Linked DNA regions of Mus musculus: regions 2, 3, 4, 5, 6 and 7 are each linked to region 1. A link is a contact called in public ChIA-PET, HiChIP or PLAC-seq and promoter capture Hi-C data. All regions are on one chromosome and are shown on one strand. The core of a region is the stretch at or near the end of the contact, and the rest is flanking DNA. Distances in the headings are between cores, read along the strand shown. Region 1 holds the start of Rplp1 (ribosomal protein, large, P1). Region 2 has its middle 7.1 kb from the start of Gm34105. Region 3 has its middle 58 kb from the start of Gm33643. Region 4 has its middle 66 kb from the start of Gm5122. Region 5 holds the start of Fem1b (fem 1 homolog b). Region 6 has its middle 15 kb from the start of Gm51682. Region 7 overlaps B930092H01Rik (RIKEN cDNA B930092H01 gene).

Region 1 (4,225 bases), core at 100-2,599:
TGGCTGGAGTGCTTAGTGTGTACCCGCCCTGGAGTTAATCCCTAGCCCAGCATGACCTGGATACTTAAAATCAATCCCAGGCAGGGGAGGAAGATCCAACATTCCAGGTAATCTTCAACCACATAGCAAGTTCAAGGCCAGCTGAGGTACATGACACCCTGTCAGGGTGTGTGTGTGTGTGTGTGTTTAGACTGAAGGCCATGTCAAATTCCACTGAGATCATGAACAGAATTTTGATTGGAACTATATTACTTGGAGAAAATTCTCCGTTTTAGGCTCTTATCTGTGAAAACTATATTGCTCTACTTAGGTTCCTTTTGCTGTTTCATAGCTTCTTTGTGGTCCTGAGATTAGAATTTTATTAACTTTAAAGAAACCACTTAATCTAGTATGCACTACATTCTAGTTGCAAGTTTCTAGCACCAAGGTCACCTCTACACAAGCTGACCACACACGAGCTGTACCCTAACCTGAGGGGTGTTTTTATTTAATTGTGTATATGAGCACTTGGGGTTTCTATTGCTGTGACAAAGTACCATGCACTAAAAGAGAGGCAAAGGAAAACGTTTGTTTATTGATACTTGCTTTTGATGTCTGCGCATCAAAGTTACTCTCCTGGTTTTCTAGGGGTTCTATATAATTAGTTGCCGAATTTTATCACGTGGTCTCCTACTTCTGTGGGTTTTTTCCTCACCATACCTCGCGTGACACTTTAAAGAGTGTTTACTTTTATGTGTACTTGAGCGTGTCTGCTGACCTCTGTCAGGATCAGAGCCCCTGTTACTGGATTTCCTGGCACTTTTCGGGGTGCGGGAGCCAAACCTGAGAGCTGCAAGATGGCTTAACTTCCGCCCCTCTGTGCTTTTTCAATGTAATGAATTAAACATTAACCACGATATATTGCATTTGATATGCAACTCCGGGTCCCGGGTGGTATTTATCAACCTCATCACAGACACAGTTACTACGGCGCGCACGCCCGGGGTGAGGGTGGGTTGGGAAGTCCACCACGTGATCCGCAAGGCTTGAGGCGGAGAGCGACTTTTCAGTGTACCCAAGCCGTGGGAACGCGCCTGTCAGTTTAAGCAGTACGTCTCCCCCGATAGCTCTCTCCCTTTAGCCTGTTAATCTCTACTGTTGAGCACTTGTAATATTCGCAAGCCCCAAAGGCCAATCGCACCGGAAGTCGAACGCGCAAATCCGGAACTGCGTTCTGCAGACGCGCCTCCTCTCGGTTTTGGCCCTGCCCCTTCCGTCTCGAGTCGGGCATCGATTGGTCGGCGCGGTCCCATAAGAAGCTGCGCGCAGGCGTATATGATCTTTTCCTCAGCTGCCGCCAAGGTGCTCGGTCCTTCCGAGGAAGCTAAGGCCGCGTTGGGGTGAGGCCCTCACTTCATCCGGCGACTAGCACCGTGCCGGCAGTCTACAGCATGGCTTCCGTCTCCGAGCTCGCTTGCATCTACTCCGCCCTCATCCTGCACGACGACGAGGTGACGGTCACGGTAAGTGCGGGATAACCCCGGGCCGGCCACGTGTTTGTGCGGCGGACACCCGGCTCCGCCCGGACTTCGCATTCTCAGGCATTCGGTGACTTGGAGGCCTGTGAGGCGTATGCGCTCTGTCCTCCCCGCGCGGCCCAACCCGAGACAGGTGAATGGCGGTCCCGAGCGCGCATGTTAGGCCTACTGTTTAGAGTGGGCTGTTTTTATCTAAGTTTTAGGCCTCGAACTCAGGTCGTCAGGCCTGCGGGACAATCCCACAGCCCGCTGAGCCTTCAAACCTGGCCTTGTCTTTTTTAAGGTTGACTTTAGCCCAAGTACGAAACTTAACTCTGTATAAGTGACTGAGTTTTAGCCGCATTCTGATCGTTCTGACGGGTTGGCGTTTGTGTTCCAGGAGGATAAGATCAATGCCCTCATTAAAGCAGCTGGTGTCAGCGTCGAACCTTTCTGGCCTGGCTTGTTTGCCAAGGTAAGTTTTGGGGTTACACTTGGTAATGTACGATTTCCACCACCAGCCTTGATTTTTGTATCTTAGTTTGTACTTATTGATGTGGCTTTTATGTCAGGCCTTCACGGTCCATGGCTTGAGAATGAGTTTTGTTGCCTCTTAAGTTTGGGCATTTGAAGCAGTGAGATTCATGCAAAGTGGATAGCTACATTCTATTTATACAAACAGCTTTATTTCTGGCAAGTGGGGTCAATCAACTGGTGGCAGTTGTATATTGATTCCCTGTAGTCCTGAACATTGCTTTGGTCTCATGGGTGAAAAGAGCTTAATTGAATCATTAAATCTTGCAGCACAAAACTAAAAGCCTTTTCTATGTCTCTGTTGTAGGCTCTGGCCAATGTCAACATTGGGAGCCTCATCTGCAATGTAGGGGCTGGTGGGCCCGCTCCAGCAGCTGGAGCTGCGCCTGCTGGTGGTGCTGCTCCATCCACTGCCGCCGCCCCAGCTGAGGAGAAGAAAGTGGAGGCAAAGAAGGAAGAGTCCGAGGAGTCTGAAGATGACATGGGCTTCGGTCTTTTTGACTAAACTGCTTTTGTTAAGTTGGCTAATAAAGAGCTGAACCTGTAGGTGGACTGGTCTCACTTGTAAGCCACAAAGCTCTTGGAGTTTCAGAGATGGTAGCAGGTCCCAAAAAAATGTCAGGGAAGGAGGGTCTTGACCAAAGCCACCATGAGTTATATAAATAAGACCTGGGTCAAAAGAACTAGACGATCTGGGTAGAGAATGGGTGGGTCTGTCTCCAGGAAGCCCCTTCAAGCAACTGTTCAGAGAGCCTGTTTAGTGCCAGACAGACAGGCTGAGAGCTAACTCTTACTGTCAAGAATAACAAAATAACCTCTGGGTCTCCCGATGTTCATGTGTGAAGAACTTGACAGTTGTTGAGGATCTCAGAAGCATCTAGAAGGGCCAGAGAACCTACCAGTCCACTGGTGTAAAACCAGCAGCCTAAAGGATTCAGTCACGCAGCAAGGCTTGGTGTGTAACTACAACTTCATGTAGAAAGTTTAGGACTTGGGGCTGACAGTGCCAGGTACCCCATTGCCTCTGCCTTAGTGAAGAAGCTAGGGAGTGGGTTCAAAGCCAGCCTGAACTACAAAACATAAGTTTTATTATGTATGGTTTTGGTTGTATTGAAATTAACTGAGCTGGTGGTAGTGCACGCCTTTCATTTCCCAGCACTTGGGAGGCAGAGGCAGGTGGATTTCTGAGTTTGAGGCCAGCCTGGTCTACAAAGTGAGTCCCAGGGCTACACAGACAAAACTGATATGGCCCAGTGATAGTATTGTGAACCTGGGCTTATAATCTTGTAACCTGCCACCCACGTGTAGGATAATGGACACAGCATGCCTGGCCATAGGCTGTTATTTAGCTCAAATAGTTCTGGGCCTCCAGGTTCTGCTCAATTTGACGTCTACACTTCTGACATGGAATGCTAAGGATTGTATTGCCCAATGAAAATGGATGTTCTGGTCCTTGAGGCTCACCTCCTTGATGGGGCATTGTCTTCCCAAGGTAACCTTTTGTGGAGTTGGGTGGGGGTTAGAGTTTAAGGAAGGGTCTTACTGTGTAGCCTTGGCTAGTCTGGAAATCACCTGCCTTTGGAATTTAACGAGGGGACTGGTACCCTGGTTAATTATTGCACTTTAATCCCAGTGTTTGAGAGTGGAAGGCTGTCTAACTTGGGTTGTATGACATTAGATCTGGTAAGATGGGTCAGAGTAAAGGTGCTCTCAGGCAAGCTTGGTTCAGCCCTTGACCATGTTAAGGTGGGAAGAGTACAGACTCCAGCACGGGTACCTCTGTCCAACTCAATATATTGGATTTCCCCAGCAGTGTTCTGCTTGGTGATAGTGAGAGCTGAACTGGGAGGTGCTGTCCAGCACTGAAACTCCAAGGCATTAGGGCCTGAATCTGGGAGATAGCTGCAAATGTGTAGTGACCACCTCACCTTAGGGAGATGGGTGGGACTCCATGGTCAGCAGCCTGTAGTCAGGCCAGGAGGCAGGACTCAGCCTGGCTTTTTCCCACTGCCAGTTTAGAGGCTTGTGCAAAGAGTGTTGGGAGGCACCACAGAGGTGGGAACTCAAGATTGGTGATGCTATCTGGTTCAAAGCTGAGAATTCACACAGGCCTTACACATAGATGTTGCTGTTACCACGCTGAGCTAGCGAGAGAATGAGAACCTACTGTTAAAACCAAAATGCTCCTCAAGCTA
Region 2 (3,848 bases), core at 212-2,711, 710 kb after region 1:
TTTTTTAAACTTTGGCTTCTCAGGTTTAATTAAACAATCTATTCTGCTTTTTGTTCCCCTCCTGCCCCTGTGGCTCTAGGCTTTATTTCCTAGACGACCAGCAGGTAAGATGCCTGGCACCTGGGAGGACATCAGCAAACACAGTGGCTGCCTTCATTTGCCATAAGAAAGGAACCGCTAGGTGCCTCAGAGTGAAAGCAAGTGATGGAGTTCATAGATCAGGTTTAGAAGTCAAAGCCAAGAGCTGGAGAGCTGGCTTAGTGGCTCAGAGCCTATACTGCTGTTGCAAAGGACATGAATTCAGTTCCTAGCACCCACATCTGGCAGCTCACAACTGCCTGTAATTTCAGCCCCAGGGCATCTGACACCTTCTGGATTTTTATAGGGCATATGCATCATGTACATAGATTCATTTACATGTAATTTAAAACTAGAGGAAGAGAGACAGACAGGCAGACAGACACACATAGAGAGACAGAGACAAAGAGACAGACACACACACACACACACACACACACACACACACACACACACACAGAGAGAGAGAGAGAGAGAGAGAGAGAGAGAGAGAGAGATGTTAAAGCCAGCAGGGGGTTAACACTGTTGTGTTTTCTGGGAAGTCCAGTGTGTGCATCTTTAAGGCCAAGAGCAAGTCTGCAGCAGAGGACTCAGCAGCCTCTTGAGACTGCCTCCTGGAAAACAAGCCTTGTGGGACAGAACCGTTAACAGAAAAGCAACCCAGAGGAGATGCATGACAAGGGCTTTGCGGTCCTATGCCATGAGTCACATCAGGGAGCTCAGCTTCTCTCTGACCCTCAAAAGCTGCTCTAGCCAGGACCTCTGGAGACTCACACATGAAAGACACCTCACCCTTTTCTGGTGCCCTTCTAATGAACAGACCAGCAATAAAAACCCAGAGAAGACCTGGACCAACATCAGTCCCTCCCCTGCACAGCTGGTAGCCATTGGTGTCAGGGATAGCTCTGGAGCAGAGGCTGTGTGATCTGAGCCGCTAGCTCAGCCTGACTTGCCTTCCTCCCTAGAGAGGCCTGTCATACACCACGGGCATGCATGAAGCTCCTGGGGGGTTCTCAGAGCAATCTCCAATTCGAGACAAGGAAGTCTTTGAAGATGGCCCTTATCTGAGATTTGCTGATCAGATCAAAAGGAGACCACTTGCTCAAAGATGGGGAAAGTGGTTTACAGTGCCTAGAACATTCGTGTTTACAGAGCCTTTTAGGAAAAGTGTTTATTTCTACGCTCCTACCACCCGTGTGAAGAACGCACTGGGCCTTTTAATCTCAGCTCTGTAGAGAAATCAATGAGGCCCCGAAGGAGGGATGTTTTCTTTGCTTCAAAGTCACAGAGCCAGCATATGGAGCTCAACTCAAGCCCAGCCTGGGGCTGTGCTTTCTTGACCCAGAACATTCCGAAGGAGTTCAGACTCCAGAGGAAGGCTTTATAAATCCTCTCTGGGTGGTATGATGAGACAGAGCCCCCTCAGCCAGAGTGTGGCCCCAGCCTCTACCCACATGTGCTTTGGAATCAGCCCAGCTTATTCAAACCCTAAGTAAGGTCGCCGTGGGAAAGTAAAAGGCCAAGAGGAGTGGCAGAGTCAGCAAGGACCTTCCACAGTCACACGGTGGAGGGGAAGATGCAGGAGGCTTGCATAGATGTGGAGAATCAACCAGAGGAAGAGACCCTGTCATGAGAGAGAGAGAGAGAGAGAGAGAGAGAGAGAGAGAGAGAGAGAGAGGAAGAGAGAGAGAGAGAGGAAGAGAGAGAGAAAGAGAGAGAGAGAGAGAGAGAGAGAGAGAGAGAGAGAGAGAGAGGATTTGAGTCTCATTGCTTGGAAGTGTCCATGACCCCAGCCTGACCTGGGCAGTCTCTGGGATAAGGCAGAGCTCCACTCTCCTTAGGAAGGGTAATGCAGCCACTTCATTATTGGCTTAATATATCCTTTGATGGGTTGGACCTGCTGGGCTGGCCTGGAGTATTAGCTGGGTTAATTGGCCCTTCAAATGAACAACCAGTTTAATCAAGGAGGTAATGCCTTCAGCTATTCAATTATGCCTACCTCTGGACATGCGGCTTCCGTCCCTGCCCCAGCTCCCTGGGAGCAGGGTAAGGGAGAGTGAAATTGGCCAGCGTGTGTGCACACTGGAGTGCCTGTACACAGTCATTGCTCATAGGAGGTGTATGCTAAGAGCAAGCTGGGGACCCAGAGCTGAGACTGTCACACAGCATCCGACCTTGACTGTTGGCTGGGTGGCCTTATCAGTCAGCTGTGACCAGCTCTGCTCTGGAGAGTTTGCAAATACTCATTTGCAAATGAGGTGTGTGTGTGTGTGTGTGTGTGTGTGTGTGTGTGTGTGTGTGTGTGTGTGTTTGAAAGAGAGAGGAGGAGGAGGGAGGCAGGAAGGGAGGGAGGAGAGAGAGAGAAGAGAGACAGAGACAGAAAGACAAAGAGACTTGAAATCTCTGTGGTGTTAAATGGAACTATTTAAGCCAAAGTCACCCTATATTCACATACATGCTCATGCATACATGCACACACACACACACACACACACACACACACACACACACACACACACACACAAATTAAAATAAACCTTTAAAAAAGAAGCAACAACAAAAGACTAGCTGACGGTGTTATGATCCTTCTTCAGGACATTAGGCTGCCATGCTAGGCCCAGCATCTAGTTCTGTGACACATTATTAAGTAAAGAGGAAGGCTGGCAAGCATCAGGATGCACAGATGGGAAATTACCGTTACCTGGACCCTTGTGAATTTTGCTGGACAAAGGTTACTCTGGCAGAGTCACCCCCAGTCCCCTGCTGTTTACATCTGGGTGGTGAGATTTGGGGATATTTTATTTTACTTCCACTTGTCTTTATATCCTGGCTACCCCACAAGAGGACAGACAATCCAATTAAAACAATGTAGCAATTCTTCCTTGGGGATATTTTCTCCACCCTTGCTGGGCACCATCTTGTAGGCAGAGGCCACAACCGTCTTGCCTCCTGAGAGACCTCAGGTGTTTCTGATTCTGCCATGCATCCTCTAGACTTTCTGGGACTCAGTGTGCTGCTCCAAAAAGTGGTGGTGCTGTAGATTTCATCAACTGGAAAGCATTTTTATTTGCTGTCATTGCAAGTGTAACTCACTGGGAGGAAACTTGGAAGGTCTGTGGAAGGGACACCGTCCATCGGCACACCCACCAAACATGCTGCTGACACTGCCCTTGCGTTCTTTCCAGTCTTTTTCCTTGGCCTGTTGGAGTCAAGATCTGGAGGCCTCCATGGGCCCTCACTACAGTGAGCTTGCTGCATTTGGGGTCAACGTGGACCAGTTTCAGCCAGGCACCCCATTTGGCTGTGCCTTTGGTTGGTTACACAGGGTGGTCCTAACACTGTCTTACAAGGCTTTCCCAAAGCTCCCAGCAGAGACTAATCATCACCGCTATTCTACAAACACTAGAAGAGCTCCAGCCCTGCCTCATTTTGTCCTCTCCCAAGCAGAGTTATTACAAATGTGGCACACAGTGATGTTTTCAGTGCATCCTGACCTGGCATGATCTTGGAGCTTCCTGAGATTCTCCTAAGACACCCACCCCCAGACTCCAATCTATCCCTATTCAATAAGAGACCTGGGGGCGGGGGGAGCGGCAGTGTGGAGCTCTGACACTGATAGTTCTGGAAAGTTCTCAGAGTATCTGAATGTAAGCTTGGGCTTGAGAACCACAGATTTATGTCCAAGTACTTTAGAAAGACCAAAGATCCAGGTCAACGGAAGGGCTTGTTTGTCATCAACTAAAGATACTTTTCTTGGGTAGAAGGGTTCA
Region 3 (3,869 bases), core at 503-3,002, 990 kb after region 1:
AGGGCGTTCGCATTTCTCAGTAGAAGATTGGGGTTGTTGAGCTGTGGATGCCCCCACTGGCTCAGGTATTGGGAGCTCGGTGGCCAGAGAATGGTCTTTGAGAACGTGGCTGAACCCGGAGGGCTCTAACTTCATTAACAGCTTCTATCTTTTTATAAACGTGTCTTTATTTTGTTTTATATGTTAAGTGTGTGTTGGCATGTATGTCTGTGTACCACATTCACGCAGTGACCACAGAGGTCAGAAGAGGGTGTTAGAGCTCCTAGAACTAGCGTTACAGATGGTTGTGAGCTACCATGTGGGTGCTGGGGAACAAACTTGGGTTTGTTTGTGCTTTTAACTGCAAGAGCAGCCAGTGCTTTTAATTGGCTTGATGTAGTCATGATATAATGCTATTATTGGGAGGCAGCAAACTGTGGGGCGGTGGGGTAGACAGAGGGAAGAGGCCTATGGGGCATGTCAGGAAAAGACGTATCTTATCTTCTTCGTTCTTTCTCTGCTTCCTGGCTTCCAAGAGGCAATCAGCTCCACTCTATTGATTTTCTCTCCTTCCCTCTCCTTCCTTCCTCTTTCCTCCCCTTCCTTTCCTTCTTTCTTCTCTTTCCCTTTCTACTCCCTCTTTGTTTAGTGGGTGCTAGGATCAAACTCAGGGCTACACACATGCTAGGCACGTGTTCCCCTATTAAACGACCCCAGCACCGATTTCCTAGATTTTAGCATATTACCTTTCTTTCTTCTGCCTTCAACCACCTCTTGTGTAGATGCCTCCAGTGACACACACACACACACACACACACACACACACACACACACACACAGAGTGGCCTTGCTGTGATGCTGCTGGCAGGCTGGAGGGGAGCTAGGAGGAGCACAAGAAACCTACATGGCCCAGTGAACACCAAGTGAGAGCCCTCATGGCTTAGCTCGGATCCAGTGTCATCAGAGACCAGAGACGGGCCTGAGCATGGTCAGAGCAAGAGTGCGTCCTGACAGATGTCTGCTGCCCAGGGAGACTCATACATTAGCCACTGTCTCCTCAGACTTAGGCAGGCCTCTCACCATTTCTTCATATTAATAATGAAAACAGAAAAGCCCTCAACGAATGTGCAGTGAAATGAATCTGCAATTAATTTTAAATAAGCTTCGAATCCCACTGTGGTGCCCTCCCTTGGTATTTTTATGGGACATGGTTTCAGTAGATACGCACACCATAAAGATCCTGAAACTCGCGATAGACAAAATCCTCTTAGGCATGCTAAAGGGTAATTTGGTTTTTCTCAAAGCTACATTTATTTTTTCAAAAAAAAAAGTTACAGGATAGAAATAAGCCAGCTTTTAAGGAAATATTAACTGCTAACCTATAAACTGTTCCAAAAAGCAATCTTCCTACTAAAAAATCTAGCATATGGTTTTCGGAGCTTAACCTCCTTTTGTATTTTCATTTTTTATATGTCTCTTTTAAGCCAAGAACTCTAAATTTTTATCAAAGGAGGCTTAGGGCGGCCTTCTCTCATGGGTCTGATATTGACAAAACCCTAAGGCCTCAGGTTATGTGTGTGTGTGTGTGTGTGTGTGTGTGTGTGGTGTAGTTGCATGTGGGTGATTGTGTGTGGTTTTGTGTGTATGTGTATGATTGTGTGGTTGCATGTATATGTGTGATTGGGTGGTTGTGTGTGTGTCTGTATCTGTCTGTCTGTCTGTCCTGGTTCTAGTTCTAGCTGACTGCAGGTCTCCAGCCAGCCTGAGAGCTCCCATGCTCTCAGGAGGAGCTGCTGTTCAAATCCACAGCAGACCTTTCTCTCTCCCACCTCTGGGACACTTTCCAGTCCTGACTATGTTTCCCAGCCCTGCCTCCCTCTGTCTACCTCCCGCCCCGTTCCTCCCGCTCTGATCCCAGGCCAGAAATTGGCTCCAATAATAACAAAGAGGCCCAGAAGATGAAAAGCTGAAATCCTTTCCTTTCCAGCCGAAACCAGGTGTGATGCTGGCGGGGAGAGGTTCCAAGCCTGGCGGAGCCAGATGAAGGCATGTGAAAGCCATAACCCGAAAATGAGCCCCACGTGGGGCCAGATGCCCGTGCCTTTCACTTATTCTGCTATAAATGAGTTTCCTGGGGCAAAATAATTTCTTCCTTCAAAGAAAACTATAGTCAGATGCCAAAGAAGAGAAGGGGGGGTTGGGGAGAGGAGGGAGAGAATGGATCCAGTGGAGGAACCTAGTGGTCTAGCTTCCAGGGCTTCACAGAGCTCAGACAGGCCCATTAAGGAATGCTCTGACTTACAGGCTGGTGGTCTGTTATCTGCAATGGTGGGAGAGGTCAAGAAGCATCGCACAGCCTGTTGGCTGGTGGCAAGTTTCTCAGTAGGGACACAAGAATGGCGTGCCGGCTTGTTGAGGAGCAAGAACACAAGGTCCAGAAGGCTAAACTTCCTAAGTGTCTGGGGACTGGCATGCTTCCAGGAGGTGTATCTTGTCAGGTAAGGCCAGAGGTTGGGGTGCAAACCTCATGCAGAATTCCAAGGCTGCCCCCGTCACCCGGCTTCTTAGTTTTTGGAAGTGCTCATATACAGAGTCTTGGGAAGTAGCCTCTTCCTCCATGGCTGGACACCCTGACCCTACTGTTACCATCACAGGGTCAGAATGGGAGTTTCTTGTGCCCCACCACTGAAAGAAAACCATTGAGAGTGAACTTTAAGGTTGAGGCAGAGCTGGTGGGCAGGATGCCAGACTAGAAATGTATACTGTTGTAGCCAAAAATAGGGATAGCTCAGTCAGGTAGGCAAAGGTCTACCTGCAGACTTTCATGCTTTCCCAGACTGGAGCCGCCATCTTGGACCTGCAGCCTCAGCATCAGGATCACTCCTTGTGTGGGGGATCAGCTCTGAGGCCTTGCTGCAGTGAGGGTCCTGTCTAACGGGGAGATAGGGAATTGGAACATGGGAAAGGAAGCAACCCCAAAGAGGATAACTTGGGAGCAGATGTGGATCCCCAGTTCCACCTTCATTGTTTGTAGTCTTCCTCACTTGCCCCCTAGGGGCTAGCAAGCTAGAGAGTTCACCCACCTTTCCACAGCTCTGCTGTATTCCCTGCTCTCTCTAGCAGTGCATCCCTCAGAAGGCTCTAGAGAGTCCACTACAGTCCCCAGCGAGTCCAGTCAGGAATGAGATTGTATTTTTCTGTAATGCCTTCAGTGAAGGATCCAAAAGGGCCCCTAGGGAGTGAGTGTCATGAGGCTGGAGTACAGCCATGTTGGTCTGCCAGGTATTGATTGTCACAGGGACAATACAGACCTGGAGCCAGAAGTCCCTGCACAGCCTCCCAGTCTCACCACAGCTCCCATTCTCCAGGGCTCTGAGAAGCCCATCATCCTGGCTAGATGAGATGGAGCCTTTGCACATCCAACTTTCCAATGTCTGTCCATGGATCCAGCTCTTTCCCATATATCTTGTTCTGCCTAAGAAACCTAGCATAGAATCTTATTCAGGTAACTGATACTCCGCTGAATCAGAAGCCAAAGAAAGGAAGTCTAGCTTCTTAGTTTATAAGCAAGGTCCAAGACTGAAGAGGAGAAGGAGTTTGAGGAAGGGCAGAGAAGAAAGGCTCTGGGAAGAAACCTACTGGTCCAGCTTCCAGAACTCCACAGAGCTCAGGCGTGCCCATTAGTAATTCTCTGCCTTACAAACTGGTGCTCTGCCATCAGCAATGATGAGAGGCCTAGAAGCTTCACCCAGCCTGTGGGCTGGTGGCATGTTTCTTGGCAGGGAGAGGAGGATGGTGGTAAGTCCTTTGTAAGTTGAAAATAGCTTTTAATATACTAATCAGCTAAGTATCATAGCTCAGCCCAGACTTCATTTAACATGTTCAGAGCA
Region 4 (3,974 bases), core at 340-2,839, 960 kb after region 1:
ACTTGCTAAGTTCTAAGGGAAATCAGAGCCATGGGGGTGTCTACACCCAGGAACAGGATGCTAACATTTCCTCCTGGAAGAGCAGTGCACATGGACCTAACATGGAATCCCTTAATGCCGAGGCCACAGAGAATGCATGCAGGGGCATCTTGAGACACAAACAAGGGATCAGTATTTTGAGATAACATGTGTGCAGCAAATTTAAAATGCTTCCTGAGGGTCCCAGGTCTGTGTCCTAGTTGGTAGAATGCTTGTCTAGCATTCTCAATGCCCCGAGTTTGAGTCTCAGCACAGCCTGAACTGTGTGTGGAGTAAGCCTGTAATCCCAGAGGGAAGAGGTAGACAGGAAGACCAGAGTTCAAGGTCATCATCATCTACAAAGAAAGTGCAGGATAGCTTGGGCTGGCTTTTTATAATGTGTACTTCCTAGACTCTGGACTACAAGCAGGCCAAGTGCTTCCAGAAGCTGAATACAAACCAATGAGCATCTCAGTGGCATTGCCAAGTTATCATCCTCCACTATTTTTCAAGAAATGGGCCCCGACTTTAAAATAGTAAGTGAACAATAGAAACCAGAACACCATAGGGTCTACTCAGCTCTGTATTTCATCCCACCCCCCAAACATCCATGATACCCAACACTCGGAATCTGCAACTGCTCCTTCACCATGTATTCTGATTTTCTTTTCCTTGCTGTGAGAAAACACTGACCACAGGCAACTCAGGAGAAGAAAAGATCGATTTGGCTTATAGTTCCAGGTGACAGCCATCATTAAAGGGACGCAGGGGAGGAACTGACGTAGGAACTTGAAGCAGAAACCACGGAGGAACATTGCCTTCAGGCTTACTCATCAGCTCATGCTCAGCTAGATCCTTACATGGTCCGAGACCACCTGCATAGAGAATGGTGCCACCCACAGTGGGCGGGGCTTCCTACACTAATTAACAATAAAGACACCCCTCCCCTCCAGGCATGTGCTGCTGGCCAATCTGATCTGAGCAATGCCTCAGCTGAAATGCCCTCTTGGGTGGCTCTAGGTTGTGTCCAGTTAAAGTGAGCGAGGGCACACTGCAAAGGGACCTTGGCAAATGTGATGACGTTAAGGACACTCCCCCCCCACACACACACAAGTAATCACAAGTCCCTATAGAGGGGTACAGGGGTCAGCAGAGGGGGATTTGATTACATAGAGAAGATAGACCAAGTGAACCCAGAGCTAAGAACTGCAGCCATGGGAAGCTGGAAGAGCCAGGGTAGCCAATGCTCCCCAAGAGCCTCGTAAGGAAGCACCCAGTAGACACCTTAGAAAACTCAGCCCACACTTCTAGACTCAGGACTATGAGATACCAAGTTTCAGGTGCCTTGGAGTTCATCTTGCAGCCACCACAGGAAACTAACACAGCTACCGATGTGGGCAGAGGTCAAGAGATCCGCACAAGCTGTGGGGGCAGTGCCAAGTGCCCTGGAAAGCTTCGGGGCTTTGAGCTGAGGCCTCCTAAATGCAAACAGCTTGGGAACTATGGATGCGGCCTGACCGTGTGGAATGTATTAAAGACACAGAGGCCAGAGACAGGGAACTCTGCCAAGCACTTCTCGAAGCAGCTCAGGCGTGCAGGAGTAAGAGCCAGGCCCTCGGGATTAGCAGTGGAAAGGGGAGAAAGGACCCGCACAAAAGAAATTTCAAAGGCAAAATTGATGGGGCTTAGTGAAAGACTGAAGCCAGCAGATGAGGGGGAGATTCCTTCCAGCTGTGAGAACAGCACTGGCAGCAGGGAGGAAACTGGGTGATGCACAGGCATTTGTAAGTGTTTTTAACAATACCCGGAACATCTAGCCCAACTCAGAGCCGTGGTTTGCACTGCTCCAAGAGTCTAGGAGATAGCCAGTGGATGGCCATTTTGCAAAGCTGTAGGAAAAGCACCGTTGCCAGGGCTCCCGCTGATAAATAATGAAAGAATTTTCTCCAATCCAACCTCCTGATCTCTCCTTGCCTAAGGGCTGCAGAAACCTAGATTTTTAATGTGGGATTAGGAGGGAATCGGGTAGAGAGAAGCACGGCATTGGAAAGGCAAAGGAAAGGAGAAGACGCTTGCTGGGATTAAATATGCCACTGACATTGCTATTGCGTTGGCATCTTGCTGGGCCACTGGCCAGTACCCACCAACACCTGGACCTGAGGGTTTGCCTGCAGAGCCCACTGTTCTCTCTTGGTGGTATCTCCTTTCCCTGAGGTCCTGGAGAAGCAACATTTTAGTCAACATCACAAGTGCCCTTGGTATGGTGGGAGAATACAAGGCAAGGAGTCGGAAGGCTGACACAGAACTGGATTCTAAAAGAGCATTTGATCTGGGCTACCCTAAAGCAAGAGCTGTGTACAGTAAGGGGCAGGGCTCCAGAAAAGACTGCCATCATCCAGCAGGCATAGCCCTGGGGTCTAGGAGATGGTGAATATCAAACCCTCTAATTGGAAGGTGTCAGAGCTCAGAGTTCAGCCTGGCTTGGTAACTGGGAAAGAAAAGAGAGAAGGGCCTACACCTGCCATGCACTACTTATGGTTCATCTCCTGTGTGCAGGCACCTGTTAGAGGCTCAGGATACCCTGCCAATGTGGCAGCCTTGGTCCCTGTCCCCAGGGTGCTTATAAATGTTATCCAAACAGCTTTTGCAAACAGCCTGACAGGAGGTTTGGTGAGGAACTGAAGCTCTGCCTTTTCCAAAGTGACTGTGTTGGCAATTGTGCAAACACACGCTGGACCCGACCATGATCGTGCTCCGATTGAAGCTGTCTCCTCTCCAGAAGTCTCCAACAACCTGCTGCTGCGTGGTGTACACCCATGGCATTCCACTCTCCCAAATACCTCCCTAGAGAAAGTTCCTGGGGCTCTTGGGGGGTGGGGACTGATTTTATTTCAATACTTTCCAAAACTATGACTTTTTCTTCCTGGTCCAAACCCTGTCCATATTGATTGGCTGTTTCAACCACCATTTATTGAGTGTTCAGCAGGTGCCAAGTATGGGCAAAGAGTGCACCCTTGCCTGGCGTGGTTGCTAATCCACAGGGGTGCTCTGTCCCTTACTTAGCCGCCCCTCATAGCCTGGGCTGGTGGGCAGAAAGCTGAGGGTCAGTCTGAAGACACAACCCAGCCCCAAACCTGAGACTGGAGAATGGCAGAGTTGGAGAAAGCAAAGCGCCAGCCCTCAAATGCCTGTGTTATTCTCCTCCTCCTCCAGTCCAAGTCAGTCACCAGAAAAGATATGGATAGGCCACTAGAATCTATCAGGTAAGGCTACAGTACACCAATCATACAGTATGCCTGAGTCCCATGGGAACCCTTAAATTGGGCTTGCTCAGTCTTCATTCTATATACAAAACAATAGAGGCACCGTATCAGGATTTGGGTTAAGAGCATGGCTCGGTTGGTAGAGCACCCACCATATAAGCATGAAGAACTGAGTTTAGTCCAGACAACTCAGGTCTCAAATCAGAACCAAAGTGGATAGTATCCTGGAATGACACCCAAAGTGGACCTCCGACCTCCACAGTGCATTTATGTACTGCCCTTCTCACCTAGAAGTAGTGAGATTTGCCACAAGTCACCCAACTGTCAGATTGGCAAACCGAGGCACCAGTCCAAGTCCACAGCCACATCGTTAGTATTCTTTTCTCTCAATATTGAAGCCCTTGTCTTTGCCCCTGGTATCTTGTCCCCACCACCAGCCCCTGGGCCCCAAATCACATATATGCACGCTAACTCCAAAGCATAAATAGATTAAACACTGAAGCGCCTCTGCTCTGCGCTCAGACCTGGCAGCAGGCAGTAGGCAATTCTCTTGAGAACACTTAGTGATTTCCAGGGGAAATATGACCATCAGCCCAGTCCAAAGGCCCTGAGGTGGCTTCCATCAGGGCGTGGAGCAGTCTGCATTCCGAGGCCAGGGGACACTGGAGGGTGCTCCAGGAGAAACGGTTAGGT
Region 5 (3,899 bases), core at 480-2,979, 900 kb before region 1:
GGTTCAGTGGTTGCTTTTCCAGAGGATACAGGTTCAATTCTCTTCCACTACATGCTGGCCCACAACCAATCTTTAGTAGGACCTGATAATTTCTTTTGAAGGCACAGTGGCATTCATGCAGACACAGAACCCGAATACATAAAATACAGAAATAAATATTAAAAAGGAAATCTTATCTTCAGTTCTTATTTCCAAGACTGTTTTTTTTAATAGTGTAAGCCCCCTCCCCCCGACATTTGCATAGGGATCTGAAAATAGGTAACTGTTTTAGGAGATAATCTGAGAAGTGGTTTATCCTCCACTTAATCCCAGCCTCTCCTAACTGGCCTTTGAACTTCTAAACTCTTGCTTCCTGGGCTATGTTCTGCACACATTAGGGAGCATGCATGTGATCTTAAAAAAAAAAAAAAAAGCGCCATCTTGTCACTTTTCTATTTAAAACTCCCTAAATGCAATCCCAGAGTAAACCAAACCGTTTGCATAGGTCACTGGGCCACATGACTTGCATCCTGCTGACTTAATCCTTTAGAACTCTTCCTACAGTCAGCAGCCACACTGCTTCTGTTCTGAGCTCACCATCTGTCTTCTGCTCAGGATCTTTGAACTATTTCCATTGTCCAGCCTCTGTTTCAGGCACCTGTTACAGAGGACTTCTCTGACCACCCAGGCGAAGTCTCCTAGTCCACACCCATAGCCCTTGTTTCATAGTAATGACATGAATCCAACAACTCTACATCATTTATTTGTCTGCTTTCTCCACACAACCACACAAGCCCCAGGAGAGAAAGGCCTAGCCTAGATGAAGAAATCTCTGATGCTAACCAAAGCCTTGTACGTGAATGGCTTATAGCATTCTTTGGATAAATGCTCTTTTCAAATCCTAACAATTCTGTGACGTGTAAGTGAGACAGCGGAGGTTCTGCAGGGTCAGGACTAGAGACTGGTTCCATCTGGCTATGACTGCTGCCTCTTAGCTCTTTATCTTACACACTTAATCCCCTTTCCTGGGAGGTCTGGTGAGGCTTTCAGTTGCTTTTCAGTGAAGCGGCTCTCGCCCTCCCAAATTTCGGAGGCTCATAATAGCCCTTATTCAAAAATGGATCTTTTGGGTGCTCTTTCCCCTTTTCCTGTGGCCCCCACCTCGCGCCCCCGCGCGTGAATCACTGGCAGACAGTATCCCACAGTAATAATCATAAAACTGGATGTGCTTTCTAGCCCGTAGATTCAGTAGCCTTCTCTCCGCCCCCAGCCTTGACTAAGCATCCTAGGGTCCTGTGGGGGCGAGATGGCTACTTGCGTCAAGGGCACTAGGGACTTTCAAACCCGCATCAGAGCTCAGCTAACTGCGCACAGCGGAACCTTTCTTTAGGATAGCCTCGTTTGCCCGCCGGTCGGTTTAGGAAGCAATACCTACTTAAGCGTCCCTCCCACTCCTGCCTTCCCTCCCTCCCTTCGGCTCCGTCTGCGGCGGCTGCTTTCCTCCCGCCCTAAGTTCCGGTGCTGGTGCTGCCGGCGCGGTCCGCGAACACCCACGCGCGGCTCACGGGAGCCCCGCTCGCCAGCGGACCCTTTCGATCGCCGGTGGGCGAGTGCCCGCGGTTTTCCTGCGGCGAGGAGCTAAGTGGAGGCCGTTCCAGACCCTCCGGCCCGGCGCGGGCAGGCGTGCACATCGCTCGCTATCCAGGGCGTGCGCGGGCCTCTCGAGACCCCAGCGGCGACCCGTAGCTCGGGCGCGCGCCTGTCGCAGCCCGCAGGAAGGAGGCGGCCTGAGACCCGGGGCGGCGGCCGCCATGGAGATCCCCTCGGCCCAGGGCCGGTGCCTGGGGCCTCGGGGGCGGCCCTGACCGTCCTTCTCCCCGCCCGGGCCGGGTCCCACTTGTGCCTCCGGCGGTGCTCGGCCACCTCTGCGTCTCCGCCCTCCCTGGGTCGCGCTGCTGCCTGGACACGGCGGCGGCGCCCTGTTGAATGGGCTGTGAGGGCCCGGGTCTGAAGTGCTGGTGGACGCGGCCTCCGGGGGCGCAAGGCAGCAGCAGCGGTGGCGACCAAACGGGTGTTGGAGTTGGCGGCGGCCATGGAGGGCCTGGCTGGCTATGTGTACAAGGCGGCCAGCGAGGGCAAGGTGCTCACTCTGGCTGCCTTGCTCCTTAACCGGTCAGAGAGCGATATCCGCTACCTGCTGGGCTATGTCAGTCAGCAGGGAGGACAGCGCTCCACACCCCTCATCATCGCAGCCCGCAATGGGCACGCCAAGGTGGTGCGCTTGCTGTTAGAACACTACCGTGTGCAGACCCAGCAGACCGGCACCGTCCGCTTCGACGGGTAGGTACATCCCAACTCCATCCTCCCTCCGACGCGCGCGGGCCTCCCAAGCCCTGGATCCTCTCATCCTTCATTAACCCTGTTTTCATGTGTGGACTCAGTTCTTTTTCATATCCCTTCACCCCCATTGATGCCCACCTCGTCTCCCAGAGCTATGCTTTGCTGCCTTTTCTTATCGACTCCTACCCTTTTCCCCCTGTAGGTGGTAGCCACACCCTGGGTCTTGAGATCTATAGTCTTCATTAGTCAGCGAACACGCACTGTCGGAGTGGTGGCTGCCCATCTAGGTTTTTGTATCTTTATATCAGCACTGGCGTAGTAACCTAGATCGGAAATTAACGAGATCAACAATTAAAATTGAGGACCTTTTGATGCTTCATTTAACCTCTCCATATCCCTTCTCCTCCCGCTCCCCCCCTCCCGTGGTCGGATCGAGCCTCAAGCAGGTCGTGGGACTATCTGTTAAAATAAGCCCCTAGAATCTTGTCATGCAGCTGGGCATCTCTAGGCACGGTTCTGACTCTCCCACAATGCTGGCCAATATTTTTGGCTGTACAGGTGGCTCTGGGCCTGGCGTAGAAGTTACGCCATTGCTAAATTACATGTATAGGGTGATACAGTGGGAAGGTTTCACAAACACTTAACATTGTTCAAAAATTTACTATTTACTATTATTCTAATATTTTTTTTCATTTGAGGTTAATTGTACATATTTTTGGGGGGCGGAGGAAGATAACAGAGTCGTCACGTTTGATACCTTTTTTTTTTTTCCTGTGCTGAACGATTGCGGAATGATTGGCATAATATAGCTGTATTCAGTTTGCTTTGTTTACATTGGTTTTTGTTGACCTGTAAATGAATAAGCTATTACTAGTTTAGCATTTTCTTTTGCAGTAGGTGGAATCTACGTATAGAAATGCAATTTAGTTTTGGTTAGTAAAAACTGCCTGACCAAAAAAGCCTGTTTGGAAGCATTCTTATATTCTCTAGCCCCTCCCTCCCTCCCTCCCTCCCTCCCTTCTTCTTTGCTACTTCTGGTCTCCAAAACCAGGTCTTGCTGCATAGCCCAGGCTGACCTGGAATCCCCCAACCTCTTGCTTTAGCTTCCATTATAGGTGTGGGCTTTAAAGCATCTTTTTTTTTTTTTTTTTTTTTTAAAGATGAATGTTAAATTTTGTTTGTTTTTTTTTTTTTTTTTTTTCCTCCTTAAACCATAAAAGCTTTTGAGTCAGTTTTAAATGAGAGGGAAATGATTTGGACTGTTGTATTCTAATGAAATGCCAGCCCCTGGGTCATAGCTTATATTTGGTTCTAGTGTAGATAGTAGGAAGATGAGCAAAGATGGCAACCTGATTCATGCCTATTCTTTGGCTTTGTGTCCTAGAGATCTCCAGCATCTCACAACTTTACCTATGCCTGAAGCAGGATGGCCCCACTATGTAAACATTCATATCTATTAAGTTAGGAATGAGTCCCTGTAGTAGCAGCTGTTGCTATGGAGCTTGTTGAGATCTGGGTTGATAAGAGAACCTGTCAGGAAGAAATTAGTTTTCTCACAAATTTAGAAAGGCTCTGGCCAT
Region 6 (4,316 bases), core at 665-3,164, 670 kb after region 1:
CCTAGCACACTCATTGTGGTGTTAAGGAGTCCTTTCTCTCTCCCTGCCCCAGGGTAGCCATCTGAATGCTGTATCTCTCCAGCCTGAGAAGGTGCAGAGAGGGAAACACTGACCAGAACAAAGCCAATTAGAGAACGTCTTTGAGCAGTGATCATAGTGCCGAGAAACAAGACTATATTCTTCCTCTTCTGGAGTCAGAGGAGTCTAGGTACAAGGATGAGGTGAAGTTGGAAGTGGTAGAGACTCTTAGCCACCATAACAGAGAGCCTGCCTGGGGAGCCAACCTGGAGAGATAGGACAGGCTAGTTAGGGCGAGAGAGGGAAGGAGTGGAGAGAGAGAAGAGGGGAAGAGGAAAAGAGGGAGAGGAGGCAGAAAGAGTGGAACGGAGGGAGGGCTGGAGGGTGGGTTGGAGGGAGGGAAGGAGGGAGGGAAGGAGGTGTAGAGAGAGGGGGGAGGAAGGGAGGGAGGGAGGGATGGAGGAAGGGAGGTGTAGAGGGAGGGAGGGAAGGGAAGAGGGAGGGAAAGGGGATTTCCACGGTTGGTCTCTGAACCAAAGCTGGATTAACCAATGTATTACTTTCTTTCTTTGAACCCTTGCAGTTGGGTTTCTGTCAGATGAAACCAAAAGAGTTTGATAATACGGTAGTCACCTTTAACTGGAAAATCCCTCCCTGTCTTCAGCACAGGGGAAATTTCTTTATTGTGTGATGAGTCCTCTTCAAAGGCTTCGGTTTCCCAGCCAGTACTCAGTCAGTTGGGCGCTGGATTTCTGAGATTTACTTCATCTTTTTTTTTTTTTTTTTTTTTTTTGTCTTCCCCCTTTCAGGAGACCACGTCAACATTTAATGTGTGTTCTGAGCTACCCCGTCGACTTGACTGATCCTTCCTTCCCTTCCAGGTCTTTTATGATGCTTTTCATTTTAGCCAACAAAAATTTAATTTCTAAAAAAAAAAAACTCTCTCAATTTTTTTTTTTCTTTTCTTTTTCTCAAGACAGGGTTTCTCTGTGTAGCCCTGGCTGTCTGAAACTCTGTAGACCTGGCTGGCCTGGAACTCAGAGATCAACCTGCCTCTGACTTTTGAGTGCTGGGATTCAAGGTGTGTGTCAATAGTCCCAGTTTTCTAAAAACCTTTTATCACCTTCTTGTTCCTTTTGCCTGCCATTCTGAGCTGCTTTTGTTTTTATGGCGATAAAACCCTTTCTTCATTCATTTTCGGGGGCTGGTTATTTATTTATTTATTTATTTATTTATTTATTTATTTATTTATTTAATCAATTGGTCTATAAACTCTCCCAAATCTTTAAATTCATCTAAACTTCATATTTATAGATAATAATAGAGTAATAGATCTAGCCAGGCATGGTGGCACATGCCTAAAGTCATAGCACTTGGGAAGCTGATAGGGGAGGATTGCAAGTGTGTGTGTGTGTGTGTGTGTGTGTGTGTGTGTGTGTAATGGAGATACAGAACCAGGGATTCATACAGCGTTACAGTTAGAGTGACTACTAACAAAAGCAAACATTAAGGGCTGGTGAGAGGGCTCAGTGGTTAAGAGTATTTGCTGTTGTTCTCTCCAAGGCTCGGATTTGATTCCCAGCCCCCAACACCAGAGCCTCACAGTCAGTCGCCCTTAACCAGGACATCTATTGCCCTATTCCTGCCTCAGTGGACACCTGCAGACAAGCAATGAATGTGCACGTGCTCAGGCACGCATACACGTAAAATTAAAGTCGCTAATTAATTAAAAAAAAAAGAACAATAGTAGTAATATAACAATAATAATGATGTTGGTATTTAAGGACATGTTAAAATTTCTAATAAGTAATAAAATTATGGTAAGTATATGAAATTGCTTTTTTAAGAAAAGGAAGTGAAAGCAACTTACTAAGAGGAAGTGTGAGGGGGATTTAGGTTTCTGAATTATGAAATGAGGGTCAAAGTTGCAGCGACTGAGCACTGTGTAAGGAGCCAAGACAATGCAACTGTCCCTGAGGAGACACAGAGATGTGTGGGAATGACTTCCAGTCCTGGGGCATCTCTGGGTCTGGCTACCATTGCATAGCCATTCCAAGTAGTGTGTGGGAAACTCGTCTATCAGCCAGCAGGACCTATGGTTTGGAAAACCACACTCCTGGGTATCAGCTGCATCTGAGACATGTGCATGACAAAAATGTATACTGCAGGACAGACCGAGTCCCGTTTCTCTGTGGTATCCTCCATTTTCTCCCTGATGCTGTCAGGGATGCTGGGAAGGGCCACACTACAGAAATGCAAGTTGTTCTCATGTGTATGCATGTGGGGTGTTTTGTTTTGTTTTGTTGGCTTTGGCTTTGGCTCTGGCTCCAGCTATTTACAATTTAACTCCCAGTGTATTTGCTGGAACCTGGGAAGGAGGGTCACATCATTCTTACCTGACAGGCGTAAGAACGTGGAGATCCTCAATGAACCAGAAAAGCAACGCAAGCTTAAGTTGTTGTCAGTTCAGCGGAGAGAGCCCTTAATTTGGCAGCCGAGAAAATGAAGCCATCAGCCCCACCTCTACCCCCTCCACCATGGCTACTCAGAAACCTCCAGTCTCTGTGCTCTTGGGTCTCGGTGGTCTCTTTGTGCTTCTGTTATTCAGCAGTCTGCAGACGGCCAGACGAGGGCTGCAGTGCTGGGGGAAGAATGAGAGGGAGAGAGCTCTGAAGAAGAAAGAATGACATAAATAATTCAGTGATTGCTGACCATGGGCCATTACATTTCCCATGATCTGTTTTACTGTAGCTGTTATGCCGTGTTAGTCACTGCCAATTCAATTGCAAACCAGGCGTTTCACTGGGCCTAAAGGAGCTGCCCATTGCTCCCAAGATCCAAGACCATGACAGCTTTGGCCTTGAGCTTGCTTAGGCCTCATCTTAAAAGATGGCCAAATGGATTCATACCACAGTGTGGGGGTGGGGGTGGGGGCAGCAGGCTTCTCCTAGCTCCTGTTTGTTCCTGAGCCACTTAGAGTGGGGGGGGGGGGGACAGTCACCTTGCCCTCACCTAGAGACCCTGCTGCTATCTCTAGTGCTCAGAAAACACACAGCTTTCTGGGAGGGGGACCATTTAAAGGGCTCACGTGTTCTATGTAAACAGTAATAATAACTACCAGGATTGTGTATGCTCTGTGGGTGTGAGTGCATATGTATCGTTTGCAGACGGACATATATGTATGTGTAGGACAGAGGGAAACCTTGAGTGTCATTCCCCATGAACACTACCCGCCTGTTATTTGAGGCAGGATCTCTTCCTGGTCTCGCCTGCCCCTAATAGGTTATTTATTTGCCAGTGCAAGTCTGTTGCCCTCTTTGTCCTCAGTGTCGTTGCTTATTGTGGGGTGGAAAGAAGGGGTCTGGCTACTGTGTCACTGAGCAGGTCATGTGCCAATGTGTCCCTCAGCACTGTTGTGGGGCTCTGGGGACTCATGAACTGATGGTTAAAGCAAGAGACTTAGTCTCTTGCGTCACCATGGGGACTGACCCGGTTGTTGTCTTTGATATCACAGGGGCGGGCCTCAGAGGCTGCAGAGGCTGCAGAGGCTGCAGAGGCTGCAGAGGCTGCAGAGGATTCTCCTTTAAGCTGCCTCCAAGCTGGCTTCCCTTCTCTGGCTTTGTTAGTTCTTAAATTCCCTTTTGTAAGCTAGGATGATGGACCCTCCTGGAGTGAGTGAGGGTTCCTGGGGATGCCACTTAGTCCATGCTGTGGCTGTGCATAGCTGGGGACCCACCCCATCGTGTGTGCTTGGAAGTTACTGAGTATCCCCCCTCCCTCTCCCCCTCACACACAACATACCGTGAGGGGGCTAGGCTCTATTTCTGGAAATATATCCAGAATATATAGTTTTATTGTTTGAGAGCCAGCTACCAGAAACTTCTGGGCTATGTGGAATTGAGCTGGTTGTGAGTCTTAGTTGAAGAGAAGCTTCGACGTCTCCTTCCAGCCTCTCTTGGTGTCTGTTTCTTGGACCTTAACATAAGCTAAGTTTTGCCAGGGGTGGTGGAATTTAATTGAATGTGGGGATGAGAGCAGTGAGTTATAAGGTAGGGACCCAGGGGAGGGAGAGAGGATGCTGTCTCAGAGAGAGGAAGACCAGTCTAACTACATCTGGGACCCCGACTGCTGGAGACAGAACATGGGTTAGGATCTAGGGCCTCTCTGCTTGCTTGAATTCACTCCTTCATTTACCCACTCATTCTTTTCTCATTTATGAATTCATTCATTCTTTCCTCACTGAGCCCCTGCTGTGTTAGACACAGGGCTGATTCCTGACAATAGGGTAGTGAATCAGA
Region 7 (3,905 bases), core at 307-2,806, 650 kb after region 1:
AGGGAGCTGTGTGCAGCGTTGAAGGCTGGCAGTGCAGACCTGGGCTTGTTCTGACCTATGCTTGTGTGGTCTGACCTCAGAAAATTGCTACAGGCAAATTTCTTTCTTCCCTTTTATTTATTTGTCTCTTGTTTGCTTATTTGGATTTGTTCTTTTGGTTTTTTTGAGACAGGGTCTTTCTATGAAGTCTTGGCTGGCCTTGAACTCTCTATGTAGATCAGGCTGGACTTGAACTAACAGAGATCTGCCTGCCTCTGCCTCCTGAGGGCTAGGGTTAAGGTGTGTGCCACCACTGCCTGGCTTTGGGCAAGTTTCTTGATCGAGGGCATGCACCTTGGTTTTTGCCATCATATGAGAGGTCTAGGCTCTTCACCAGGACCAAGTATAATAATGCACATGGCTATTCTCTTGCTTGTGAAAAGGGTTCTCCCCCACCCCCACCCCAAACCACAGCAGTCCTCTAGGGAACCAATACTCCTGACTGTAGTCAGCCAATCCTAAGAGCCCAGTGTGACTGTGAATGGCAAGGAGGGGCCTGGAGTCTGATAACTCAGCATGGACAGACTTGTACTGGGGATTTGGTTTTAGAACAGGCCTCCTTTGGGTCTCTCTCAGATTATCACATCATTAAAGAAGAATCTAAACCAGTTTTTGCGCAGAGCACATGTGCTGGGTGGTCCTGACATCTCCTGGGCTCTGCCCAAACCATACCCTCCTGGGAAAGCAGCAGAAACTGCCTTTGTGCTTCTTTCCCACAGACAGCAGCTGTGAGCTTTTCCCATGTGGAACAGAGTGGCCACCGGATGGATGTTCAGCTGACATTGTCTCCTGTTTGAAGATCACTTAGGGCAGTCTCAGCAGGTAGCCCCCCGCCCCAGCCACCCATCATGTGGACCTTTGGACTTTCCCTAAACCCATTCAGGTGTAACCTGTCCTGAGTGACTACAGTCCCAGGCAGATATCTTCTACTCCTCACCCCTCCCCCACCCCAAGCCAAGTCAGATGGGGGGAGATGAGTCAGAGACCACCTAGGCTAGCATTCAATGGGGCCATTCACCTGCCAATACCTCTTGAAAAGGTGAAATGGGTCTGTGTGGGATGCTGACTTGGGTGGCCTTAAAGTACTTCATCTGTTGAGCCTTGCTGTGAAGTTGCCTTACTGAAGATTGCTGGGGTGCTGGTCAGTGGAGGACAGGCAGGTCTGAAATGCAGGTTGTTTCATGGGCATGACCCAAGGATGAGAGTTAGACTCAGCCAGCAGTTAAAACAGAAGTCACAGTCACAGGGGAAGGGGCTGAGAATGTAGCTTAGTGGTGGGGGAGGGGGAAGGGGAGGGAATGGTGAAGAATTGCAGAGGAGAGCATAAGATATGCAGAGAAGACGTGGACACCAAAGATCACAGGACTGAGAAAGAAGGCAGGCCCAGGGCCAGGGAAGGAGAAGAGGAGGCCTGTAGGGACTTCTTTGATGGTAGACAATGGATGCTCTTTAGTGTTTGCTCTCAGGGGATTCTAGATGAAGAGCCAAATATGCAAATATATGTAAAAGCGGAGGTGGGTGGGGCAGAGCAGGAAGGGTTTCAAAGGCCTGTTTTGGTAGGTGGTGGGAGAGGTGTGGTAGACATTGGACTCCCAAAGAGCTGAGCAGACTTCTTGTGGAGCCTGCTCAGGGCTCTCTGGCCCTGCCCTGCCATCCATGTTTCCTAACTAGGAGGCATCTACCGTTATTGCTCCTTCCAAGAGGTCCTCTGTCTTCTGTTTGCTAAAGCGGAGCCCTCCTGCCGACTCAGCAGGAGATGGCCCAGCCATCTGAGCTGTGATCCCAGCCCATTGCCTCAGCACAGCCCAGTTTCCTAACGGCCTTGGGTTATTGTGACTTGGATTCTGGTGATTGTCTTGCTATAGGCAAGAGGAAGCCAGTGTTGGGGGTCAGACAGGTCTGAGGTGGAGCACCAGCTTGACCCCATGTGACCTGACTCCCACTTCCACCCCATCTTGGTTCCCCTTATTGCTGCTTCAAGGATTGAATTAGGTTTTATTTTAGACTATAAAGTCTACAGACAATAAATGAATTGTCTGTAGGGCAGCAGAAAATATCACGATGACCTTGTCCTATGACCCAGATTTAATAAACATTCATGCTTGGCTCCGTGTACCCGGACTGCTGCTCTCTGCCCTCCTGCATCCCTGCCAGATGGGTTCATGTTCTCAACTTCCTTCACCCCCACCCAGCCTTTCTCCTTAGAGACAGAGACTGGGTTGAAGCAGGCATGAACGGCTCCTCTCCCCTCTGCCTGGACAGCTCAGGGTCTAATGAAGCTCCCCTCAGTAGGATCCCTTTCGAGGTTGTTGACACCGGGCTTTCCATGGAAAGTGTCCAGCCTGGGCTTCTTTCTTGTCCCCTGTCCCTGACAATGGAAACATTTCTCCCTGGGGGCTCATATCTCTTCCCCACTCTATTGAGACCCAACCCTTCACAGACAGTTGGTTGAATGATTTTTTTTTCCTGATGGCTCTATTCTAGGACCCTCTCCCCTAGGCTGTTTACAATTAGTAGATGAGTCTCTCAGATTCTAGGGCCTGCAGGCAGCAACCCCACAATAGATACCATCAACACCTTTCAGGCCTTCCCAGGTGACTGACATCTACTGGGTTTATTTCTCCTCTTGGCATGGGGGGTCTTATTATGCTGGAGCCCCCAGATGTCTACATACAGAAGGTGACCTGCAAAACCATAAAAGCTGTAAAACCAAACCAAACCTGTAACACAAAGCAAAGCTGGAGCTTCACACACTCAAAACCTTGGCTCTCACGGTCATGAGCTGAGCCCTGACCTGAGAGCTGTTAGGCCTAGTTGGAGGTTAAACCAGGGCACCTGGGCTGTGACAGTTTGAAGTGGCCTTTCTTTTCTCTCTGTTCTTGTGAGAGTTGGGCATATCCTAATCTGTCAAATCTTTCTCTGATTACTCACTTTGTTGGCCTCTCAACTGGACAACACTTTCAAATAAGGTGCTTCCTTCTATAAACTAACTTTATCTTCATTGATTGGGATTAAAGGTGATCACCAAGGGTATATCAGTATTCTAGCCAGAGGGATCAAAGGTGTGTGCTAAGGCATGACTGGCCTAGAGTCACTGTCAAGAGAAGCCATCATGGTCCTGGGGAATATCTGACAGCTTTCCTGAATGCTGTTCAGGCAGGACCAGCCTCCTTTTTGAGGTAGGGGAAGAGAGGCTCAGGGCAGCACTGGGCCAGAGAGCAGAGAGGGAGTAGTTTTCCTGATCAGTTATCCTGCCAAGTTGCTTCTTGTCCTCCCAGGTATCCACCTTGAGTCATAGGGAGAGTCACCAAGGACCCTACCAACTGTGACACTGTGGGAAGCCCCCTTTGCTCTCTGTACAGGCAGAAAGATGAACCCTGCTGTCATAGTTTGCCTCTCCATTGTTGTGATAACCACATAACCTAAAGGAACCTGGGGACAGAAGGGTTTGCTTGGCTCATAGGTCACAGCGAATCTGTCAGGGAACCCAAGGCAGGAACTCAAGGTAGGAAACTGGAGGCAGGAATTGAAGCAGAGATCAAGGAGGAACACTGCTTACGCGCTTGCTCAGTTTGCTTTCTTAGTCAACCAGGGCCATTTGCCCAGGGGTGAAACTATCTACAGTAAGTAGGCTGGGGCTTCCCACATCACTCTTTAAGCAAGAAAATACCCCATAGGCGTGTCCACAGGAAAATCTGAAGACAGTTTCCCAGCTGAGGGTCCCTCCTTCTAGGTCATTCTTCAAGGTCTTTGTCAAGTTGACAAATGCTAATGATGTACCTGTCAGGATTGTCTGCCACGCCTGGTTAGGAAGTAAAAGATGTCACCTTTGGCCTAGGTAGAGGACATTTGGATTGTTGCCATTG

What was found. Promoter capture Hi-C pulls out the DNA fragments that hold promoters and counts their contacts. ChIA-PET counts read pairs in DNA pulled down with a chosen protein or histone mark. HiChIP or PLAC-seq counts read pairs in DNA pulled down with a chosen protein or histone mark.
Region 2: an H3K4me3 HiChIP or PLAC-seq map of the 230-238 cell line shows a contact between it and region 1, with 10 times the contacts expected there. The contact joins the enhancer-like site here to the promoter of Rplp1 in region 1. A contact is called at or near these places in 4 of 39 promoter capture datasets (embryonic stem cells, hippocampal neurons and liver), 6 of 115 datasets of contacts at active chromatin or transcription factors (the 230-238 cell line, acute myeloid leukemia, embryonic basal ganglia and 3 more) and 1 of 9 other capture datasets (liver).
Region 3: a contact with region 1 is called in an H3K4me3 HiChIP or PLAC-seq map of embryonic limb bud, with 4 times the contacts expected there. The contact joins the enhancer-like site here to the promoter of Rplp1 in region 1. A contact is called at or near these places in 13 of 39 promoter capture datasets (the 3T3-L1 cell line, 3T3-L1-derived adipocytes, the C10 cell line and 9 more), 1 of 15 datasets of contacts at CTCF or cohesin (large pre-B cells), 7 of 484 Hi-C or Micro-C datasets (CD4 T cells, bone marrow-derived macrophages, cortical neurons and 4 more), 20 of 115 datasets of contacts at active chromatin or transcription factors (the SCID.adh cell line, bone marrow-derived macrophages, craniofacial prominence and 15 more) and 2 of 9 other capture datasets (adipose tissue and macrophages).
Region 4: a contact with region 1 is called in an H3K4me3 HiChIP or PLAC-seq map of craniofacial prominence, with 6 times the contacts expected there. The contact joins the enhancer-like site here to the promoter of Rplp1 in region 1. A contact is called at or near these places in 10 of 39 promoter capture datasets (the 3T3-L1 cell line, the SN4741 cell line, cranial neural crest and 6 more), 1 of 15 datasets of contacts at CTCF or cohesin (embryonic stem cells), 13 of 484 Hi-C or Micro-C datasets (adipose-derived mesenchymal stem cells, bone marrow-derived macrophages, cardiomyocytes and 9 more), 19 of 115 datasets of contacts at active chromatin or transcription factors (the NIH/3T3 cell line, T-cell acute lymphoblastic leukemia, astrocytes and 12 more) and 2 of 9 other capture datasets (liver and macrophages).
Region 5: a contact with region 1 is called in an RNA polymerase II ChIA-PET map of memory CD8 T cells, with 14 read pairs. The contact joins the promoter of Fem1b here to the promoter of Rplp1 in region 1. A contact is called at or near these places in 3 of 39 promoter capture datasets (cranial neural crest, erythroid cells and liver), 2 of 115 datasets of contacts at active chromatin or transcription factors (bone marrow-derived macrophages and memory CD8 T cells) and 1 of 9 other capture datasets (adipose tissue).
Region 6: a contact with region 1 is called in a promoter capture Hi-C map of pre-B cells, with 4 times the contacts expected there. The contact joins the enhancer-like site here to the promoter of Rplp1 in region 1. A contact is called at or near these places in 5 of 39 promoter capture datasets (the C10 cell line, embryonic stem cells, frontonasal cranial neural crest and 2 more), 2 of 484 Hi-C or Micro-C datasets (B cells and bone marrow-derived macrophages), 3 of 115 datasets of contacts at active chromatin or transcription factors (embryonic basal ganglia, embryonic limb bud and large pre-B cells) and 1 of 9 other capture datasets (liver).
Region 7: an H3K27ac HiChIP or PLAC-seq map of embryonic stem cells shows a contact between it and region 1, with 3 times the contacts expected there. The contact joins the enhancer-like site here to the promoter of Rplp1 in region 1. A contact is called at or near these places in 3 of 39 promoter capture datasets (liver and stem cell-derived epiblast-like cells), 2 of 484 Hi-C or Micro-C datasets (bone marrow-derived macrophages and epidermal suprabasal cells), 9 of 115 datasets of contacts at active chromatin or transcription factors (embryonic basal ganglia, embryonic forebrain, embryonic limb bud and 4 more) and 2 of 9 other capture datasets (embryonic stem cells and liver).

The regions. Positions count from the first base shown.
Region 1 is chr9:61,911,634-61,915,858 of GRCm38.p6, reverse strand. It overlaps Rplp1 (ribosomal protein, large, P1), which reads left to right and starts at 1,349. Exons shown (of 3, transcript NM_018853.3): 1 at 1,349-1,502; 2 at 1,897-1,971; 3 at 2,338-2,576. The coding sequence starts at 1,431. The coding sequence ends at 2,535.
Region 2 is chr9:61,197,659-61,201,506 of GRCm38.p6, reverse strand. No RefSeq gene overlaps it. Among named protein-coding and RNA genes, the nearest start is that of Gm34105, 7.1 kb to the left of the region's middle. Within about 2 kb of position 1,461, at least 49 of the 459 cell types and tissues checked have an H3K27ac peak or open chromatin away from gene starts, as enhancers often do. A contact at or near this core is called in the 230-238 cell line, where this site is marked.
Region 3 is chr9:60,924,569-60,928,437 of GRCm38.p6, reverse strand. No RefSeq gene overlaps it. Among named protein-coding and RNA genes, the nearest start is that of Gm33643, 58 kb to the right of the region's middle. Within about 2 kb of position 1,752, at least 6 of the 459 cell types and tissues checked have an H3K27ac peak or open chromatin away from gene starts, as enhancers often do. A contact at or near this core is called in embryonic limb bud, where this site is marked.
Region 4 is chr9:60,949,081-60,953,054 of GRCm38.p6, reverse strand. No RefSeq gene overlaps it. Among named protein-coding and RNA genes, the nearest start is that of Gm5122, 66 kb to the left of the region's middle. Within about 2 kb of position 1,589, at least 52 of the 459 cell types and tissues checked have an H3K27ac peak or open chromatin away from gene starts, as enhancers often do. A contact at or near this core is called in astrocytes, craniofacial prominence, liver and 1 more, where this site is marked.
Region 5 is chr9:62,809,478-62,813,376 of GRCm38.p6, reverse strand. Fem1b (fem 1 homolog b) reads left to right here and starts at 1,729. Exons shown (of 2, transcript NM_010193.4): 1 at 1,729-2,319. The coding sequence starts at 2,072.
Region 6 is chr9:61,239,974-61,244,289 of GRCm38.p6, reverse strand. No RefSeq gene overlaps it. Among named protein-coding and RNA genes, the nearest start is that of Gm51682, 15 kb to the left of the region's middle. Within about 2 kb of position 1,914, at least 38 of the 459 cell types and tissues checked have an H3K27ac peak or open chromatin away from gene starts, as enhancers often do. A contact at or near this core is called in B cells, bone marrow-derived macrophages and pre-B cells, where this site is marked.
Region 7 is chr9:61,265,447-61,269,351 of GRCm38.p6, reverse strand. The region is part of intron 3 of B930092H01Rik (RIKEN cDNA B930092H01 gene); the gene reads left to right. Among named protein-coding and RNA genes, the nearest start is that of Gm51682, 9.9 kb to the right of the region's middle. Within about 2 kb of position 1,556, at least 16 of the 459 cell types and tissues checked have an H3K27ac peak or open chromatin away from gene starts, as enhancers often do. A contact at or near this core is called in embryonic stem cells, where this site is marked.